Linked DNA regions of Gossypium hirsutum: region 2 is linked to region 1. A link is a contact called in public Hi-C data. All regions are on one chromosome and are shown on one strand. The core of a region is the stretch at or near the end of the contact, and the rest is flanking DNA. Distances in the headings are between cores, read along the strand shown. Region 1 holds the start of LOC107955252 (E3 ubiquitin-protein ligase RNF4). Region 2 holds the start of LOC107952855 (ethylene-responsive transcription factor-like protein At4g13040).

Region 1 (6,280 bases), core at 1,498-3,997:
ATATGAGCCCCACTATCATTTTAACTTGTATGTGTATAATAATGATGCTAACTATCGTTGGAATAATGACATTAATAATTGTATTGACTCTTATCTTCGTTCTCAAATATGTATTGATAGTTCCATTTTAAGTAGTAGTGGCAATTCCAATGATAATTATATTTATAATTACATTTGCAGCGAAGGTGGAAATAGTAGTGAAGGCAAGAATTTCGATATAATAACTTGTGAAAATGGTAATGATTTAACTCTAAAAGAAAGTTCTAATGATCTCGATCTATACAAGCATTTGTGGGTTCAATGCGAAAATTGTTATGGACTAAATTATAAGAAATTGTTTAAGTCAAAAATGAATATTTGTGAACAATGTGGATATCATTTGAAAATGAGTAGTTCAGATGGAATCAAAGTTTTTATTGATCCAGACACTTGGGGTCCTATGGATGAAGACATGATCTCTCTGAATCCCATTGAATTTCAGTCTGGAGAAGAGCTTTATAAAGATCGTATTGATTTTTATCAAAGAAATATAGGATTAACTAGGCTATTTAAACAAACACAGGTCAATTAAACGGTATTCCTATAGCAATCGGGGTTATGGATTTCCAGTTTATTGGGGGGAGTATGGGATCCGTAGTAGGCAAGAAAATCATCCGTTTGATCAAACATGCTACCAATAATTTTTACTTCTTATTCTAGTGTGTGCTTCTGGAGGAGCACGCTTGCAAGAAAGAAGTTTGAGCATGATGCAAATGGCTAAAATATCTCCCACTTTATATGATTATCGATCAAATAAAAAGTTATTTTATGTATCAATTCTTACATCTCCCACTACCGATGGAGTGACCGCGAGTTTTGGTATGTTGGAGGATATCATTATTGTTGAATCCAATGCCTATACTGCATTTGTGGGTAAAAAAGTAATTGAGCAAACATTGAATAAAACAATATTGGAAGGTTCACAGTCGGCTGAATATTTATTCCATAAGGGTTTATTCGATTCAATCGTACCATGTAATCCTTTAAAAGGTATTCTGAGTGAGCTAGACTCTTAAGTGAAAATTTTTTTATTTGTAGAGAAAAGGTAGTTAGTTAGTTTATCAGAATCAAAGTCAAAACCTGTGTAATGGGCTTTGACTTTGTGACAAAAAAAGGAATTGTCGAAAAACAAATTATGTGAAAAATTATTTTTATCTGATATTACTATTGAATAAACCTCTATCAACAAGATAAAAAGTGAATTTTTTTCTTCTGTGAAATGAAATTCGAATTTGGAGAGACAAATAAAATGAAATTTATCTTCCTCCATTGCATATGTATATATAATTTAAATAGAGAAAAAATAGAATAGAAATATAGAGTTTTGCATCTTTCTATATCTCTCGAAAATTCTATTTTTACTAATAATTCCTATTCTTGGATTAGATTCTAACGAATTGAATCTTTCAACAATTTGTAATAGACTATTTCTTTATTAAATTAAAAAATTCAAATTAAAAGACAAGAACAATAGAATAATAAGAAAAGTAAGAATAAAATAAGATAATAAAAAAATACAAATGTGAATGGAAAAAAGAATCTAACTCGAAACTCAAAAACAAAACCACTAACATTTAACTATTTAGCTAGAAGCTAATTATATAAAAAAAGTAATTTAACTTAAAGGAAAACGCATCCAGTGCGGGGCGCTTTTACACTTTCTCTAAAAACGATTTATTTCCCTAAATTTTCAAAAAATCTATCTATTTAATCAATTTACTTTTTTTTGGCACATTTGACCTATTTAGCCTAAATTTTTATTTTTATTTATAAAAATATAAAAAACAAAAAACACTTACAAAATCATATATCTTACTTTGCAAATAAGAGAATTTTTGATAATTGTTTACAAATAGTATAGATATAAAAAGGTCTAAATGATCTTCCTTCTATTAACACATACGGGGCACATCATCTTATTCTCAAATTTTTTTATTAATTAATTCAAATAATTAATATTGTTAATTTTTTTATTAAAATATTACGTTGTTATATATAATTTTAATGTCTTAAAACTCTTAGAGATTGATAGAGTGGCTTCACATTTCTTTTGAGTTTGTCTTTGTTTTCTTTTTTCCATTATAAGATAATAGTCTCTATATTATACTGAAATGTGAGATTTAATATATACATGCTTTAATTTTTTATACAATTTGATTCCTCTATTTTATAATATCATTAGTTAGGCTAAACAATTAATAATGTTAATTATGTCAATCAAATGTTGATGTCAATTTTTCTTATGAACACAACAACAACAACAAAAAATATTTTATCATGATAAGTTCAAATGAGTAATTTTAAGGAAAAAAAATTTTAATTAGTATTTTCAACATTATAATTATTATTACATAATTATCAAGTAAATATATATTTTAAATTTTAAAATTTTACTCTAATAAATTTAATAAAAAAATTAATAATGATAATAACTAAATTAAATTTTTAAATTCAAAAAATATAAAAATTAAATTCCTAAAAATTAAAATAAGAATTAAATTACAAATGTATAAAAAATATAAAATTTTTAAAATTTTTATTCCATAGTTTCACATAAACATTAAGCCACTTGCTAAGAATGAGAATCTAGGATGAATCTAACTTTTAAAAATGAACAAAGATTTTTAAAATAGCCACGTGGTGCATATGTGAGTCACCACGTGACAGGTATTAGAATCAGAGAGATCAAGCCACGTGGAAACCAAGATTTCCTGGTTTGTGACTAGCAGTTCCTTTCCATTCCCTCGCACTAAAATCTTTTGCCTGTTTAAAAACCCTAAATTCACAAGATTTTCGTAAGGTTTTCCACCTTCCCTCATCTCCCTCCCTTCCTTCCTTCCAATTCTTAATTTTCTTTTTCCTTCCAATTCTTCTTCTTTTTTTTTTCTTTTGGGAATAATTCGAAAATTGATTCCATTTTTCCATGATTTCAAGGTATTTTTTTAATCTCTCATACTTTCTCTTGTTAATTTCTTTTATTTTTTTTTCAATTCGTTTTAATCAATGCGGTGATCTGGTTGATGTTCAATTGCTGAGATTTGAGATATTTTTATTATTTCTTTTCTAATCTTGATTGTTCTTAAATTAAATTTGATTAAATTTTTTAAAGTTCATTTTATATTTGATTATCAGTTTGTTATAATTGATTGGTTGCGGGTTTTTATCTGCCGATCGGTTCTAGTTCGAATGTTGACTAATTTAAAAAAAATGATTTTATGTCGAGTGGTTGTTCATTATCCCGTACTTCTTTAAAATAAATTAATTTAATCAACAATATCAAGCTGGAAATATGGAAATCAGTTGTTCACTCATATGGTGCTGTTTGGATCATTAAGGAAGCAAGCTTGAGAAAGAAAAAAAAAGATATCTTTTTTGCTAAAATATTATTCAAATTACTATTTGCATATTACTCTTTCATTTTTTTCAAATTAAGAATTTAGAAGAATTAAGTGTCTGTCTGCTCATTTTCTGGATCTTTTTGAGTTCTAAATCATGAGTTTTTTTTTTGTTACTGTCGAGATTGAACCAAGTATTTGTGAGTTTCTTATACTTTTCAAGTGTTACTTTTCTCGTGCTTCAATCGGGTGAAAGAATTTATTGGTTTTAGTGAAAACTTGATGTGGAAGTTCAAGGTGATTGTTTTTAGGTATTGTTGAGGCTGCATATTTGAATAGCACTTAGGAAAAATATTAAGCCGAACATGAGCACAATAGAAGTGAGGGGGCCTTCTCTTAGAGGGTATCGACGAAGGAAGGCACTCCTGGATCTCAATGTTCCTCCCACTGAAATCAGGGAACAGGAGGGTACTTCGCAGCAGGCTGGATCTGAGCAACTGACTGCTCAACCCGTACAGCCTCCACCACCTGCAACTATTGATGTTGAAGCTATTGATGATGATGTAATTGAATCTTCTGCTATAGCATTCGCAGCGGTATGCAGTTCTTGTTCAATAGTATTTTGTTTTCACATTAACTGTACATTAAACTTGTCTTTATGGATTCATTTGCATTATGTCGACTGTTATTAATTTTCTTGGGGTTTTATGTCAGGCTAAAAACAATTCTAGGAGAAGCCGTGGAAGGACTGTTGTTGACGTAGATTCAGGTAGCTAAATTTATTAGGGAAGGGTGTGTCTAATATTTTCTTTTTCATCATCTGCTACCTGCATTGCCGTAAGCATGTTGCATAAAAGAACCTTGTTCTATATATCTGCTCGACATCAAAAGATTCCTTTTTAGTTATATTATTGACGCCCATAATGATTTGATTTCTGACATGATTTAGGTGATTAATTATTTTTATGAGTTAGAGGGTCCTTAGGGAAACTGAAGACTACCCTTTAACTTGTTGATCATAAGGGATTTTCGTGTGTTTTTTTTGGGTGATAAAATACCAAATAATAATAATAATAATAATAAAAGATTAATGGGAATACGGAAGGAACCTGGATGTATTCTATTCAGAAATGACAATTACAAGCAAAGCAATCACAATCTATTAACCAAACATGTCTTTAATCCAAGTGGAAATCTAGTTGACATCATGTGCCTCATAACTCAATAGAAGAAACTGATCAATTTTTTCTTTATATACTTCTGAGAATTGTATTAAAACTTTGTTTCGTATGTCCTCGAGTTCTCAGAACATATTTTTGGTGTGATTGCTTTAGATTTAGAACTATATTCTACTAATTTTTGATAACTTTATAGTCTATATTAGTTTGTTAAGGGGATTATAGAATATACACGTGTCTCTGAGCTGTTTGCCCTTAATCGGGGCCTGTGAAGTGGGTTGTACTGTTTACTGATGGCTCAAGCACTAGAATAAAACAAACCTTTTCCTCAAGTGAGGTAAATGTTATTTCGCAGCGAACTGATCTACTCCAGTTTTATGTTTCTTGTCACTGGATAGGTCAATCAACTTAGAGAATGGTGGTTCTTTATTTACTTTATTTATTCTTTTGTAGTTGAAGTGTTGGACCCTAGATTACTAGGTATTTGAAGTTGTTGCAGCTCACATCTCTCTCCTTCCAGGGCGGCTTGCTCGGTCAACTAATAATAACCTGAACAGGTGCCGGAGACTTCCTCCGTCCCCAGTAGTTATCAATTGTGATCGGTATATCAATTTGGAGAGTTCACCGCAGTCTATGGTAAGAACTTATTTCTTAGTGCTTACAAAAGATTCAAGGCAGATACTTTCAAGGATAGGGTGCACATATGTTTCTGGTCATCAGATCTAAGACATTTTGACTGGACATCTCCCAACTTTTTGTCCATTCAAATGCTCTCATGCAGTGGCACCTCTGGCTTTTTGTTGAAGTTATGAATAAAAGTCACTAACTAATTGATTGGCAGGTCAAGGAAATTACAAAGCCCCAGCCACTTCCCAAGGAGCCAACCTTCAATTGTCCGATTTGTATGGGTTCATTAAATGAGGAGATGTCAACAAGATGTGGGCACATTTCCTGCAAGGCATGCATCAACGCTGCAATAGCAGCCCAGGGAAAATGCCCAACTTGCAGGAAAAGAGTGACTGTAAAGGAACTAATTAGGGTCTTCCTTCCATCAGCCAGCTGAAAATGAGCTTCATGCCCAATTAGTGATGTAAACTTGCTGTTCTGTGTGCGTGTGTGTGTGTGATGTCTTTTTGGAAGGAAAATGAATCAAAGGTTGTGAAAGGGAATTATATATGTACTGTTACGCTGCCATTTTTCTAAAGCATTCTGTTTCTGTCTTGATACTGGGCTTCAAGATGTTCTTTCAATTATGTAGCCAGCTTTCTGAATGATATTATTCATTCATTCAAATTAACTTCTGATGATGGTTGCTATTCTATTTCAGGGATAATTCAAACTGGAATTGAAAAGGGAAAGAAGCAATGAATTCTGTGTATCAGCGGAGCTAATTTTTGGATTTTTGGAATCTCCAAGATGCCCAAGCTTTAAACTATATTTCTGCAAACAATCTTTTTGACAAGTTATCTGAGCATGCTTTTCATTGCTTTCTTAGATGCATGTGAATCTGCCAGTTGATAACCTCAGCTTCATTATTATTTGAATTAAATCTAAACTTGACAAACAACTTATTTATGTACAGTAAAAGAAATTGACTTTAGGTTGCTTGTGGTTGTGGACTCCCCTTATATTGCACGTTCTGCTAAGGTTTGTGAACCGATTGGTCTCGGTTGTCTGCCTGTTCTGCTGGTTAAGGTGAATTGCGTTAGGCAAGTTTGGTTGGTTTGA
Region 2 (6,280 bases), core at 1,737-4,236, 510 kb after region 1:
CAACAGTAAGCAAGACTTGGAAAAGTAAAACTTTTCCAGCCTTAACAATAGCAACAAATATATAGAACATGTGATTCCAGGGAAACAAACCAGGAAAAGGTTGATTATGATGCTCTTTTGATGAGCCGGAGCCGGAGACATTCGGTGATCCAGAAGCAACCTTAGGAATGCTTTTCTGAGAAACATCAAAAGTTACATGTAACAGTTAATTAGTAAAACAAGAGAGAGATGGTAGTAGTAGTACATGCTAATCACAGGATGCAATGGAATGAGCAAGCAAGATATGATTCTGGAGTCAAAACAAGCAGAGCATTTAACTTTTTCTAAAGATCCACCTTTCACTTCCTTCTTATATAACATAACCACACTTGCCATCACTATTTATATAACCATAACAACTACACCAACCACAAACATGCTAATCACAAGAGTAGTTCGTGAGTAGCTACCACACAAATATAGATAGCAAAACAATGTTTAAGGTAGAAAATGTAATCTCTGTCAGTAATCATCAACCAGCACATTCTATTGTATTTTCACAATTTCATATTACCAATACTTCATAACATACTAAAAAAAAAAGAAAATCTGTCATAAGGGAATAGAAAGTCTTCAACAATGACAAATGGTCCTCTTCCCCTCTATTGTATTTTCACAATTTCATATTACCAATACTTCATAACATACTAAAAAAAAAAGAAAATCTGTCATAAGGGAATAGAAAGTCTTCAACAATGACAAATGGTCCTCTTCCCCCTTATTGTGGACAAAGAGGAATGAAATGAAATGATTTACTCCTAGAATTATTATGTATGAGAAAACACACCAGCAAATATACAACTACAGACCAAGCTAAGTTACAAGACAAAACTAGAGAGGCATTATTAAGGTAAGCATCCCTAGCTCAAGGGAAAAAAAAAGATAAAAAGAGTCTCCGCGAGCTGCTAAGTTTATAAATGATAAAAGAAAAATAATGGAAAATGAAGTCGTATCAACCCAACAAAGAGAAAACAGTTAAACCGTCAAAACTACATCTAATCAACTGATTAATAATGCATTCTTACCCCATTCATGTGGATGGGATCTGAGGGCATTGGATGCACAGTGACCAATTTTGCACTCTGACTTGAATTTCCAGGGGCATTACCATTATCGAAAAATCTAGAAAGTGGAGTAAAAAAGGAACTCGTCCCTGCAAAAAGTCACCAGATTTGGTGAATGAAATTATTCAGGCATAATCTAGAACTTGTTTGATTACATTCACTATACAAGTAATTCATAGTTTACTTAGACAGGCTCACTTTAAGTAACACAAGGGCAAAGAAATGAAGGGAAGGGCACACTTCACATACATAGTAATTTAGTAAATGTTCCTCTTCATAGATACCAATAGAAGCAGCTAATTATGCAATATAAAAACTACATGTCAACTAAAGTTTACCAGAGCAGAGTCCCAGGAGCTTGCGTCTGCGTAAGCTCACCATTTGGCAATGCTTCAATCAGTGACCAATGGTTTAGCTTTGCATTTATCCCTTTATCTATGCTCCTAAGATTACCAAAGATGGACGAGTTATAGGTAGATTAAACAATCACAAAATGACGAACAGTAAACTGATATGATCCGTGGTGATCATATAGCAAAAGAAGAAAAATGTGTAAAAAAAAATACAAAAGCCATCAAAACTGAGTCAATGCAAGTAATCTGATGCACCTAATCAATTAAACTTAGACAAAGAACAAAGAAATTTCCCAGATGTTAATAAACTTTTGCTATCATTTATTACAGTCAACCAAAAGTACTTGGTACGGAATTTGGTTGGCTGAAATAGAAACAGCTGGTTTCTCATCACCAAGTACGTTTGATTTCAATAATGCTACAAGATAATAAGGGATTCAAGGGCTAAATAGCTTGCACGGATTAGATTTCTGAAAACAGACAACAGATTTGATGCTAGTTAAACAGAAATCAATCATAGATGGAATTGAAAATTAATATGAACAAACCAATGAAAATACCATGAAACGTGGTTTTCGCTTCTAAAAGCTAGCTAAGCTCCGGATAAGGGGGCAATGTGACATAAAGTCAGCCATAATTATTTTTTTTTTAGGTGAAGAAAAGCGATGAATTCATCATAATTTGCATAAAGTAAAAGCCAAAACTTTCATCATGTGAAACTAACAAAGCTGTCCAGTAAGTCTGGCTGATAGAAAACCCAATTATCACTCCGTGGAAAAACAAGTCAACCCCACCAACCTAACACCTTTCATGGAAGCATAGGCAGTGAAAAATACAAGACAAAACACAAAACCCAAAATCCAAAACACAAAAATTCAAAGAGGAAAACGGAAAAAGCCAAAAAGCTAAAGCCTTTACGGTCATCAAGCCAAAAATGGCGACAACCCCATAGCCAGGAAACGCAGAAAACCCACCCATTACAAGGAAGAAGATAAACAAACCCCAGAACAAAAAGTCATTTATTTGGTACCTGAGAAAGGAGAAAGAAAAGGTGGTAGTCGGGACAGCGCAGAAACCGAGGAAAACAGAGAGAGAAAGACAATTTTATTAAGGTTGAACCTAAAATCTGATAAAAGAACAAAAAGAAAGGTTAAAAAAAAAACTCAGGATCCTTAGGTGTTATGAGAAGGATCAAGGAAAGGAGATGGTGGTGAAATAAGAGAAAGAGTGAGGAAAGAACGGAAGGGAGAAATAAGAAAGATGAGAGTTTTCAACAAGTTTGTGTTGGTGTGGTGGTGGCTCATGCATCTACCACTACCACCTTTTGTTTGTTTCTTTTTTTTTTTAATTTTATTTATTTATTTTAGTTTGTGAGGTGAAAGCTCATTTTGTTTTCTATGAAAGGGTGGTGAAGCTGCCTGCTGTTGAATGCTGAAAATCAATCAACAACAATAAAACAAAACAAATCAAAGCAAGGCCAAGTCTTGGGGAGAGAGAGAGAGAGAGAGAGGAGGGGGTTTGAATATGTGGAGGCCTACGTATCCTCTGTATTGGGTGTTACTTTTGAAGAGTTTTAGTCATTAGTCTGCTATGGTTCCAATATTAACCCCCTCTAATTTAATCTCTTCGGTTTTTTTCCTTTTTACTTTAGAATTATATATTTTTTTTAAAAAATAGATTTTTTTTTCCTTTCTTTTATTATTATAAAGTATATGTTTATTAGTATAAGAAATTTGATATAGATTAGAATTTTAATAGTTATTATTAAATGAATTTTAATATAATTGATTAAATTCTATTATTAAATATGTGTGTAAGTAGTAAATTTAATGTTCTACTTTAATTTAATTTGAGGTGAAAATTATTTCTGTTTAATTGAAATAACCAAAATAATTAAATTAAATTAATTATTTTTTTATTTAATCAGTTTTTAATTAATTAATTACATGGTTAATTCAATTCAATTTCGGTTTTAAAAATCTAAACCAAGATAATCAAATAAACCAATTTTTTAAAACATTAAAACATAAATTTATAATTATATTTATACCCAAACAACCGAGCACAACCCAAAAATAAAAAATCAATCCCAACTCAACCCAAATATAAATCTAGCCCAAAAAATAAATATAAACTAAAAACCCAAACCCGATTTAATTTTAATTTTAATTTTAATTATATTATTTACATAATTAATTTATTTTTAAAAAATAAATATCTAAAACTAAACAAAACGAGGTTCGGCATTTTCATTTCTTTTCATTTCTCCTCTTCCTCTTGTCCCATATCTGAAAAAAAAAAAATCGCCACCACCAGCCCTCTTCCAGTCAGCAGACCGACGGTCGACGTCCCTTTTCAACTCTCCTCTGCTCGACGGTCGACGCTCGAGCTTAACGTCTCACACACGTGCACCAGTCACCATCATCGTTGGCAGATTCATTCATCTCATTGCACGGTAGGATAGTTTAACTTTATTTTCTTTTTTTATGTATTATTTCTTTTATTTCTCTAAATACTTTCTCTGCTGCAAATTTTTATGGTTGTCGACAAAGAGAGAGAATGTTTTTGTCGGTTTTAGCTTAGTTGCGTCTTAGCTCATTGACTTTTATGCTTAGTGCTCTCTTTTTTTCTACCATCGTTTCCACTTTGTTTCCCTTAACTTCAACGTGAATTACTTATTCTAGTGAACCCCATAGCTCGAATCTGCAAGTACAAGTGGGAAAAGAAACTATGTTAATTAAAAAAAATAAACCGTACCGAATCGACTGATTCGATTATTTCGGTTTTGCACATAACTTCAGTTTGGTTAATTTGGTTACAACAAAAATTTTGATTTATTCAATTATTGCCATGAAATAACCAAATAGACTGAATGCACACTTGTTATGGTATTTTCTGTTTTCAACCCAAAACTTGAATATAACCTCGAACCATCAACCCACAACCTGAGTAGATGCAAAAGAACTTGAGCCCCACAAGGTAGAGACATTAGGGGCTCGCGGGGAGAGTGCTCACATGTTCCTAGGTGTTCGCAAGCAGAGGATGCGAAATCAAGTGGGTAGTTCGAGGAACAAGTGTTAAGTCTAGAATAGTATACATGTTGGCATGCATGGAGCCTACCTAGGACGTCATTTCAATGAATAGAAATTGTGTCTTATAAATACTCGATTCCCCTCATCGAGAGGGCACATCAGAACACTCAATAATTTGGTGTAGTGAGCGTGGACAGACTTCTGATCGATAGATTTTCTTTTAATTTGTAAAAATCAGAATGGCTCGCCTAGATGAAAATTTCCCCATCAACTTTTCATCAAGACAAGCTGGAGCTTCAGGTACAGGTGGCCAACCCACTAAGGCTAATTTGTTTGCCAGCTAGTTTGTTGAACAACCGAAAAATTTGGGTAACGTGGCCCACGTAGGGGCCTCAAACTCTTTTGACCTAAAATTTCCTTCTAGCTAAGAGTTGTCGTTCTTTTCTAATCAAGAAGCATCGTTGTAGTAGTTTTTGCTCTTCAAGAGCAAATGAAATTGATGAAGGAACAAATGGCCATACAGAACGTGAGGTTTGAGCAACAAAAAACATTTCATCAGGAGCTCTTAAAATTATGAAGAGCTCAGAAGAAAGGTTCAATCCGACAACTCCGATTTTCATGATAATGCAGCCATGCGGGAAGAAGGTACTAACGTGCATACAAAATAGTGGCAAAGTGAGATGGATGCTTTACGGTGAGACATAAGGGCTTTGCATCTTGAGTTTATATTAATTAAAGCTTTTGAATGTTTATGGTAGAGTTTGAAGCTTTGATGGAAAATAGGATTATTTTATAATGTAATTTTTGTTAGTTTTGAACATAAGGACTAAATTGTTAATATTTTGAAATTGACATGTAATTTTTTATAATTTGAGGCTGTAATTGGATATATTTGAAGTTGGTTTAAAATTTGGAGTCCAAATTTGGAATTTATGATAAGTTTGATTTTAAGGACTAAATTGAATAAAATGTAAAACTTGAGGAAATAATTGAAAGATTAAATTAAGCTTATATATATTTGTAATAGGTTGTTATATAATATTTGATTGATTAAATGGAAATAAATTTATATTATATATCAAGATTTGAACAAGACGATTGATAATTGAGAAATAAGGAAATTATAGACTAGTCCCTGACACTTTTGCTTTTGTTGTTAGCCTCTGGTAAGTTCATACATTATAAATATATTTAAATTGTTGTTAAGTTTTATTTGTATGTTTATTAATGTTTTTTTGATATCTTGAATTGGCTATGAATTAGTACATAAATTGAGAACTGAATTAGATTGAAATGAATTGTTATAAAATGGTATAATGTGAGATTAAACCCTGATGAAATGAGTAAAAGTCTCGTATACAAGGTTACATGTTATTGCCTGCAGGTTCTGAGCTCTAGCATGTGTTGCAGACTCGAGAATACAAGTTTATTAAGCCTTGGCCAAGCTACATGTTGTGTAGGTTCAACCCTGACGGGTGACCAGGCATTATTATTCGATTCATATATGTTCAACTCTAACGGGTGACCAAGCACTATTATTCGATTCATGTGGGTTCAATCCTAACGGGTGACTAGGCACTATTATTTGATTCTGTAGGTTCAACCTTAACAGTTGACCAGACACTATTATCTGATTCGTGTAAGTTTAATCCAAACGGGTAACCAGGCACTATTATTCGATTCGTGTAGGTTTAACCCAAACGAGTAACCAAACACTATTACTTTCATTTGTGTATGAAGTTCTTTTACGAATTTTCATTGGGTAACATTGTGAGTGAAAATGTGATGATAT

Evidence for each region. A called contact is a pair of places that touch in the nucleus more often than the background predicts.
Region 2: a Hi-C map of leaf shows a contact between it and region 1, with 2.5 times the contacts expected there. The contact joins the promoter of LOC107952855 here to the promoter of LOC107955252 in region 1. A contact is called at or near these places in 3 of 34 Hi-C or Micro-C datasets (leaf and petal).

What each region holds. Positions count from the first base shown.
Region 1 is chrA07:46,094,303-46,100,582 of Gossypium_hirsutum_v2.1, forward strand. It overlaps LOC107955252 (E3 ubiquitin-protein ligase RNF4), which reads left to right and starts at 2,748. Exons shown (of 6, transcript XR_001699871.2): 1 at 2,748-2,973; 2 at 3,686-3,970; 3 at 4,089-4,143; 4 at 5,073-5,188; 5 at 5,394-5,707; 6 at 5,880-6,152.
Region 2 is chrA07:46,607,827-46,614,106 of Gossypium_hirsutum_v2.1, forward strand. It overlaps LOC107952855 (ethylene-responsive transcription factor-like protein At4g13040), which reads right to left and starts at 2,987. Exons shown (of 8, transcript XM_016888060.2): 1 at 2,487-2,987; 2 at 1,442-1,546; 3 at 1,065-1,192; 4 at 91-175. The coding sequence starts at 1,484. It overlaps LOC107952857 (a long non-coding RNA gene), which reads left to right and starts at 3,683. Exons shown (of 2, transcript XR_001698953.2): 1 at 3,683-3,911; 2 at 4,727-6,254.